Linked DNA regions of Mus musculus: region 1 is linked to region 2. The links are chromatin contacts, called in public Hi-C maps. All regions are on one chromosome and are shown on one strand. Each heading gives the region's core, a stretch centred on a gene start, on an enhancer-like site or on the middle of the called end of the contact. The rest is flanking DNA. Distances are from core to core; before and after follow the strand shown.

Region 1 (3,926 bases), core at 209-2,708, 300 kb before region 2:
TCTTAGGAAAACCAACTTTCTACAGAAGCCATTTGCTTATGTGCTCTGTCTTGAGCTTAATTTTAATCACTGAGCATTATAGCTCTAAAAAGCAACAAAGTTCTGATTTAAATCTCTTAAACATATATATATATATATATATATATGCTATTCAAATTAAATTATTGTAAGAACAGTAACACTATATTAAAATATAATCACCTTACTCCTTTTGGCTTCATGACAACGTTCATAAAGTGCTTAATATTCATGTAACACACTGCCTCACCCTGTAATGTCACTATATTTATGGAAAGAAATTGTAATCCTCTTTACTGGCTCAGGTTAATTCCAATAAAATATTAAATCCATTTTCTAATCTAAATGAGTTCATTAGGAGAGGCATGGTACTGAGAATACCAAACTCTCTACAGAGTTCAGCTTCATTACATTCCTGCACTGTGCGTTTCCCGAGCTGTTGTACTACATTTATGAGGATTTATCTGTACTGTTCCAAAAACATTCATCCTAATTCTACTCCTTCTGTGCATGCTAATCATGAATATGTTAAGTGGAAATACTAAGCTTGTAGCCAACCTCGTCCCCAGATGGGTTCAAGTTATGATTACAGAAGCAAATTTGCCATAAGCACTCTTACAGCATTGCCAGCAAGCCAGAAACGGAGGTTTGGGGGAGAGAGAGAGAGAGAGAGAGAGAGAGAGAGAGAGAGAGAGAGAGAGAGAGAGAGAGAGAGAGGATGGTTTGAGACAATAGGAATGTCATGAATGTTAGAAAGAAAGAAGGGAGCTGGTAAGTGTTAGAGTTTGCTCTGTATCAGAGAGAGTTTCAGGAATGTTGAAGTACATCTCTCTGAAGAATAGTAAAATAAACACAGAGATTAAATCATTAGTATTAAATGTTTACAGTTTCTGAAAGTCCATAATCCTTGGGAAAACCACTTGGGATTTAGGTCATTGCATCTAGCAAAACTTTGCCCCATTTGTTCTTTCATTTGAGAACAACAATGGATCTTTTAGGAGGGCAGACAAGAGTATTCTGGGATGTTACATGATGACTAGCCAGTCACAACTGTTGCCCAGTGGAGTTTTAGACCTGTTGTCACACCGTAAGATTTCTGTTATCTTTCAGGTTAAAGAAAAAAAAAAGACAAATGATCTATTTTATATTTTACATAGAATGAACTCCATCAAGAGTCATTCAGTCAGTCTCTTTTTGTTAGGGTCCTCAGTGAACTCTGAGTAAAGACACTTTAATCTACACTTTAGATATTTAGTGTAAAAATGATTCCTCAGTCAAGTGAGGAATTTCCTATTTTTAGCAACAGGAAGAAACAGGGGTGGGAACAAGAGAAAGCTATTCTTAGTGCTGATTATTTTTAGTTAAATACAGTTTCTTCTTCATCTATATAAAATCTGTAATAAATCGTCAGCGACCACTGGTTGTCACTGTTGTGCCACAAAACAGCATGAGCAGTTCCATTCTTTCAAAAACCTGCCTTCTGAGATGTGAGTTTAGAATTATATACACTTTACTCTCTGAATTATCATTAAAACAGAGCATGGAAGCTTATGCCAGGATCCCATTATTTCACATGATTATTAGGCCATTTATGTGGGAGTCTGCCTCAAAATCAGTGCCATATAATAGAGTGGAGAAGTAGAATAAAGACTGCATTATAAACTGCAACAAAACCCTGTGTCTTTAAAAGGCCGTGTGAGAAATATTTGTTTGTTAGAGCACACATTTTTTTAAACTGGTGCTTAAATATTATTATATGTGTATGCAATAGGTGCATTTGATCACTTCAAAGTTTAGAAATATTATTCAATTGAAGTGTTTCTAATGATTGAGCCCATGCCATTTATAAGCAGCAGATGAGTAGACAGCCCTGACATAATCTTCCTTTTTCCCCAAATCTGATTAAAACTAGCAAGACAAGAAATCAATGGGCTCCGGAATATAAATTCCCCAAATATTCTGTTGTGTTTGAAATTAATTAAGGACGGTGATGCAGGAACCTCAGATCAATAAACATCAATGATGTTAGTGTTAAAGGTGGGAAGAGCTGGCATGGAATCAGACTGATATGTGGAGGTATAAGATGATTATCTACTCAATGAAATTAAAGGTTAAAATTAGGCAAACTATGCTTTAGGAAAATGTAGACGGAGGCCTAGAGAGTCCAAAAAACAATGGCTGCACTCCCTAACACAATCTTTTAAACTTTCATATTAGTGACATTACTTCATGTGTCTTTTCGATAAACTACAATAATTTTGAAATTGTCAATATTGAGGTTTTGGTGTGGGAAGAGAGGCATAATGCTCTCGAGTGATTGAATTTGGAGTTGGAGAAAGCAGAAGCTCAACACATTCACAGAGGAGCTGAGAGCATCAGTTCTACCATTTTCCCATATCATTGCAAGTGTGGCCCTAACCATCATCTGATCGTATCGAACTAGAACTAGAGTGTCTTAAGGTCATTCTTAATCTGCTTTTCACTTTTATTTCTGCATTCGCTCTCCTTTTTTTTTCATTTTCTTTTATTTCTATCTTCCTTTTTAAAATCCTGTTTAAACCTCAGCCACAGTTATAATCTGTAAGCCATAAATCAAAATGGAAAAGGAAAGACAATCAGTGTAGGCTATCCAGTTAAGTAATGATTATTTGTCACACTTATTTTTGAAATTTTTACTACTACAAAATAGGCGATGTTATAAAGAGACCATTTCGATCTTACATCCTCTGTGTGTACACATATTCATTAAGGTATAAGGTCTGATTATTTGTATTGGGAGGGTGGATTCGCGATTTCTCTGTGTAACAGCTCTGGCTATCCTGACACTCTCTTTGTAGACCAAGCTGGCCTTGAACTCTTAGAGATCTGCCTGCCTCTGCCTCCCAAGTGCTGGGATTAAAGTTCACTACCATGCCCAGTTACAATGTAAGTGTATTGAATACATTAAGTTATGCCTTAGTGTGGCAAATGAGAATGATGCAGGAGAAAGCTCCTGGTAGGTGGTAAAGGAGAAGGGCTCCTGGTGATATTGCAAGTTGCTCACATGTGTTACAGTGAGAACAGAGGCTGGGGTTAAAAGGAAGATAAAGAATTACCATGAAAAGATCTGGAACACTGAGGAAAATGACCAAGCGAGCATATATTTGGCATGAGAGAATTAAATTATATAAATGGGTAGAAGCATAGACCATCTTGTTCCTACTTCCCTACCCCAACAAAGCTCTTGTGAAGAACACTCGTAAGGCATTTGTGTCTTTTCATAGAGCCTTCCTTCAGTGTAAGTTATGATAACAGATTCTATTGTAAGTTAAGTGCCCATAAGAACCTTCCATCTGACAGGCCACTTGAGACCCACATCAACAAGAAACCAGTTGCAGGCACCTCCTGATGGCTGTGGTCGATGTCACTCACTCTCTGCCGTGGTTAAGGTGCAAGTTGCCCATGTAATTATGAAGATTACTTTATTAACACAAAGCAGGACATTTGCTAGCAAGTGAATAGCAGCTAGCAAATAGTCAAGTTCAATAACACACAACATAGTTAAAGATGGACACGTTTTTTGTTTGTTTGTTTGTTTGTTTTTCACCCCTAACTGTGTGGGAAGCACATGAATGCACTAAGTTATGCCTCATTTACAAGGCAGGGCACAGGAGATGATGTGGGTCAGTCTTCTATTGGTTCAATCCATGATATCACAGAAAGTAAACCCATGTGAATACAAACAACCCTGTAACATTTATCCATTTTTTAAAATCATGATCTTATTAAAAAAAGATTGGCAAAAGAATTTGATCATCTTGGAAATCTTACATGCTTGGAAATTTCTCTCTTTATTCCTTAATTTCTCACTATTTCTCAATTTCCCTCTTTCCTGGGGAATCACATAGTAATGTCTGCTTCTGTTTTGC
Region 2 (4,140 bases), core at 484-2,983:
TCGGCCATCACTGGAAAGAGAGGCCCATTGGTCAGGCAAACTTTATATGCCCCAGTACAGGGGAACGCCAGGGCCAAAAAATGGAAATGGGTGGGTAGGGGAGTGGGGGGGAGGGAGGGTGTGGGGGACTTTTGGGATAGCATTGGAAATGTAATTGAGGAAAATACCTAATTAAAAAAAAAGTCAGAAGAAGATGCTAGGAGCCTTACTCTATCACCGTCCACCTTGTCTTTTAAGACCGGGCATCACATTTATGAAGCCAACTTTTTGCCAAGGGTGACTAGCCACCAAGCTCCTGGGATTTGCCTGTCATCTTTGCCTAATGCCTGGGCTATCCATGTACACAGTAAGTCCGAGTTTTAATGGACGTGCTAGGGATTTGAACTTGCATCATCTCTTGGTAAAGGTTTTATTTTTAATTATGCATATGTGCCTGCATGTAGATCTATACATATGAGTTTGATTAATCTTGGAAGGCAGAAAGTTACGTTGGAGACGATGTAGCTGGAGTTCTAGGCAGCTGTGAGCTACCCAGTGTGGTGCAGGGAACTAAACTCAGGTCACCTACAGATGCAGTCCATCATTAAATAACCGAATAACCACCAAATAACTTCCCCAACCTCTGAGCACAGCTCTTCTGGCTTTCACAAGTGCTCTAGGCCACTGAGCCACATCCCAGGAGCCTGGTTTCTCTGATTTTAGGTTACACAATGCTTCGACTGGTTAGAAAAGGTAATTAGCGGCCTGCTCCATTATACATATGCGACTCTACATGGAGAACACATCAGAGTTGAGATAAAGCTCACTAATATTTCTTGGAAATCATTCCTTATAATAGCATAATAAAAAGCACATTAGTCAATGCAATTTGGCATTTTTCTTTTTATTGATGAAAGTGAAAGACATTATCAGAAATGCTACAATGACCACTTCAAGTCTTCAGAAGAGTGAAATATCAGCGTCTACTGAAACAGTATACGGACAGGAGAGTACAAGATAGAACTTAATGCAAAGTGAGGCACAGATACGAATTTTTATATCATCTTTTATAAGATTCTCATTTTATATTAGTGCTATGTGTTTAATACAGTATTTCTAAACACAATTAAAAAACACAGCAAAGAAACAAACTCAGTACCTCATCATTAAGACAAGTAGATATAGAACAAATAAGGCCACCAAATATCTATCTCAAAAAATATTTTTACTACAGCCAAAATAATCATGCCTGATGAATAATTCAAATTTAAAATGAAAGAATCGAATGCTTTGCCAGAAAAGTAATATTTAAAAATTATCATGTGCTACACTTCATTTGCAAATCCTAATTTCTTGGATGGCTTTGAAATAGACGTTGCTAATATTTTAAGCACATCCTTCATAAGCAACTTATATGTTTGCGTATTCCAACGCTGAGTTCCAGCCTGATGTTTTGGCTAGACAGCAGTGTTTTGCAAAGCTTACACGCTATCAACACTGTGAGGGGGATCAGCGGCAACACGTCGGCGTGAGATGGGCTGAGTGTAGGTCTCTTCAGTTTTGCAGATCCACATTCTGAAGGATGAGAGCCACTCGGCTTGGAATGTACACCTGTCAACACAATCGCAACGGTGTAATTAAAAGAAATGTTGAACAAGCTGTCGTAAAATCAAAGTGACATATATACCACGCAGTCTCTCACAGGACTGTAATCAGTGATTCACGGAATTCTACCAGCCATCGGAAGGCTCAAATTCATTCAGCAGTTTTGGCAGCAAGGGCTATTACAACAGTAACCACTAGAGGGCTCCAAACTATTTACAAAAGATTCAATTCCTTACAGGAATGAAGTCAAGGGCTCTCAAACTTAAATCTCACTATTAGTTGGTGTACAAGGGCTGCGTGCAGTTCACACCGTTGTTGTAATTGGAAGAATAAATACAATAGTCAGGCACTCAATAATGTTAACCCAATTAAAGAAAAAACAAAATAAGAAACAAACAAAATAAAGGACCCTTTCTCTGAGATAGGTCATACGCTTTCCACACTCTTATCTTACTGCGATCTGCCCTTATGGTTTCTATCACACTCCCACTACAGCTATAGGAGTCTAAACGCCTCTGAATCTTGTCCGGAAGGTATCTTATGCTCTAAACTTTTCCCTGGTTCCCTGGTTTCTATAGCTTTCAGGCCTTAGCAATCCGTAGCTCGATGGCCAGGTTACCCTAGGACACCACCACATATTGAATGTTCTCCACTCCATTTAAATCACACAGCCGTTTGGCTCCTTCGGGTCCTTTCACGTAATTTGTGTATTTCGTTTCCCTCTCTTCCTTCCTTCCTTCCTTCCTTCCTTCCTTCCTTCCTTCCTTCCTTTCTCTTTCTTTCTCTTTCTTTCTTTCTTTCTTTCTTTCTTTCTTTCTTTCTTTCTTTCTTTCTTTCTTTCTTTCTTTCTTTCTTTCTTTCTTTCTCTTTCCAGATATCTATCCTCTTACCACTTTAAGGAAGTGGGGGTAAAATATCACTTGGTCTTTCATAGCTATCAGGTGCCATTAGGAAAGTTGGGTCCAAATAATGGCTGCATTAAAAAAAAAAAAATTGTAACTACTTGAGGAACACACTTCCAAAAATTCCTCTAAAATTACTACTCATAACATAGTTTTTATAAAATTTATAACTAATGAACTGTGTGACCTGATTTATTTTCTACATAACACACTTAAGAAGTAGCAATGTAAATAATAAAATAATAATTGTAGATCACTGATGTCATTATGAGACCTCTCTCCATTTCTTTGTTAATATTTTACTATATTCAGTTATTTCACCTCTACACAAACACTTGACACTTTAAAAATGTCTCTTATAGTTTACAACCAAATTAAAAACGACAAGAAACATGGCTTTATGAAGAAAAACAAAAAATAATCTCATTTGCCGTTTAACTTTGCAAATGACCTCACTATTTCTTGTCTAAGATATCTACAGTAAAGAATCCCAATTATGCTTGCAAAAGTCAGGCAGACCAATGGAACTGGCTAGTTTTAAACATTAAAAGATAGCTCATGTTAAAAGATGTAGTTTAAATAAAATTCTGCTATGAATGCAATGTCTAGAGGCAATTTTCTCATCCTTCCTTAAATGTAACAGTCATTTGGAAAATAATTTTCATCTGTTAAAAATTTAACAAATGCCAATAGCCACTACTTAGTCCAGTGTCACGATCTGGTTTGCCATCAAGTATTTTGAGAAAGGTAAACATCACATCCTTAGTCATTACAGGTGGGGACATCAAGCATTTCAATGCCCCAATCTTTTTACCTATAATTTACACATTGAACTAATGACTGCTAACTTTTAAACCGCATTAGAATTTAACTGCTCCTGAAATTCACTTCATCCAAGGTATTCTTCTTAGCTAAGACCCAGATTAAAGTAAGATGTAGAAAATCCTTCCAACAAAGGGAAGCTGTACGTATGTGAGGTAGAAGTCTTCCGCCGATAAAGAAAAGCTCCAATCCCAGGGATTGTAAATGTCTATAGTGAAGTCACAGACAAAAGAAAACCCATCAAAGCAAAGGAGAAGAAACAACGGCACTGACCTTCAGGTAAGTTCATTTCCTACTCTAGGCTTCCATGGAACAAATTTAAAGCACTCTGTCCCTCTAAAGGGTAAACATCTAATATGGATCACGGTAACATGGTAACATGGATTGTAGTCCATGGGTTAGGATCGTAGATATGAGTTTGACTTGTAGGTAAGACACAAGGCTCTGCCACACAAACAATCTTACGTCAAAGAACAATCAAGTTTTCGACCTAGCACCAGAAAGCAGACAGTTTACATTCCTCTCCAGGAGACAGGAGCTAGGAGCTGGGGAGAGAGATAGAGAGGTGGCAGTGGGGGAAGAAGAAGGAGAAGCCAACATGGAGCAGACGGACAGGAAGAAGATCCTGATGCCGCTTGGGTTTAAACAGCTGCTACAAGTAACTAAGATTTTCACCAGGTTAGAATAATTGGGGTAAAACTTTTATCATTATCAACTGGCTCTGAAATTACTGTATTGACATCTTGTAAATTGTGATCTTATTGTTATATAAATCTGATTGGATAATTTAAAAAAAATATCCTGAGAAGATTTGTCCCATAATAGGGGTCAC

Evidence for each region. A called contact is a pair of places that touch in the nucleus more often than the background predicts.
Region 1: a Hi-C map of cortical neurons shows a contact between it and region 2, with 4 times the contacts expected there. The contact joins two enhancer-like sites. A contact is called at or near these places in 5 of 484 Hi-C or Micro-C datasets (cardiomyocytes, cerebral cortex, cortical neurons and 1 more).

Annotation. Positions count from the first base shown.
Region 1 is chr16:70,865,978-70,869,903 of GRCm38.p6, reverse strand. No RefSeq gene overlaps it. Among named protein-coding and RNA genes, the nearest start is that of Gm29823, 88 kb to the left of the region's middle. Within about 2 kb of position 1,458, at least 4 of the 459 cell types and tissues checked have an H3K27ac peak or open chromatin away from gene starts, as enhancers often do. A contact at or near this core is called in cortical neurons, where this site is marked.
Region 2 is chr16:70,566,439-70,570,578 of GRCm38.p6, reverse strand. It overlaps Gbe1 (glucan (1,4-alpha-), branching enzyme 1), which reads right to left. Exons shown (of 16, transcript NM_028803.4): 16 at 859-1,590. The coding sequence ends at 1,534. Among named protein-coding and RNA genes, the nearest start is that of D16Ertd519e, 48 kb to the left of the region's middle. Within about 2 kb of position 1,733, at least 16 of the 459 cell types and tissues checked have an H3K27ac peak or open chromatin away from gene starts, as enhancers often do. A contact at or near this core is called in cortical neurons, where this site is marked.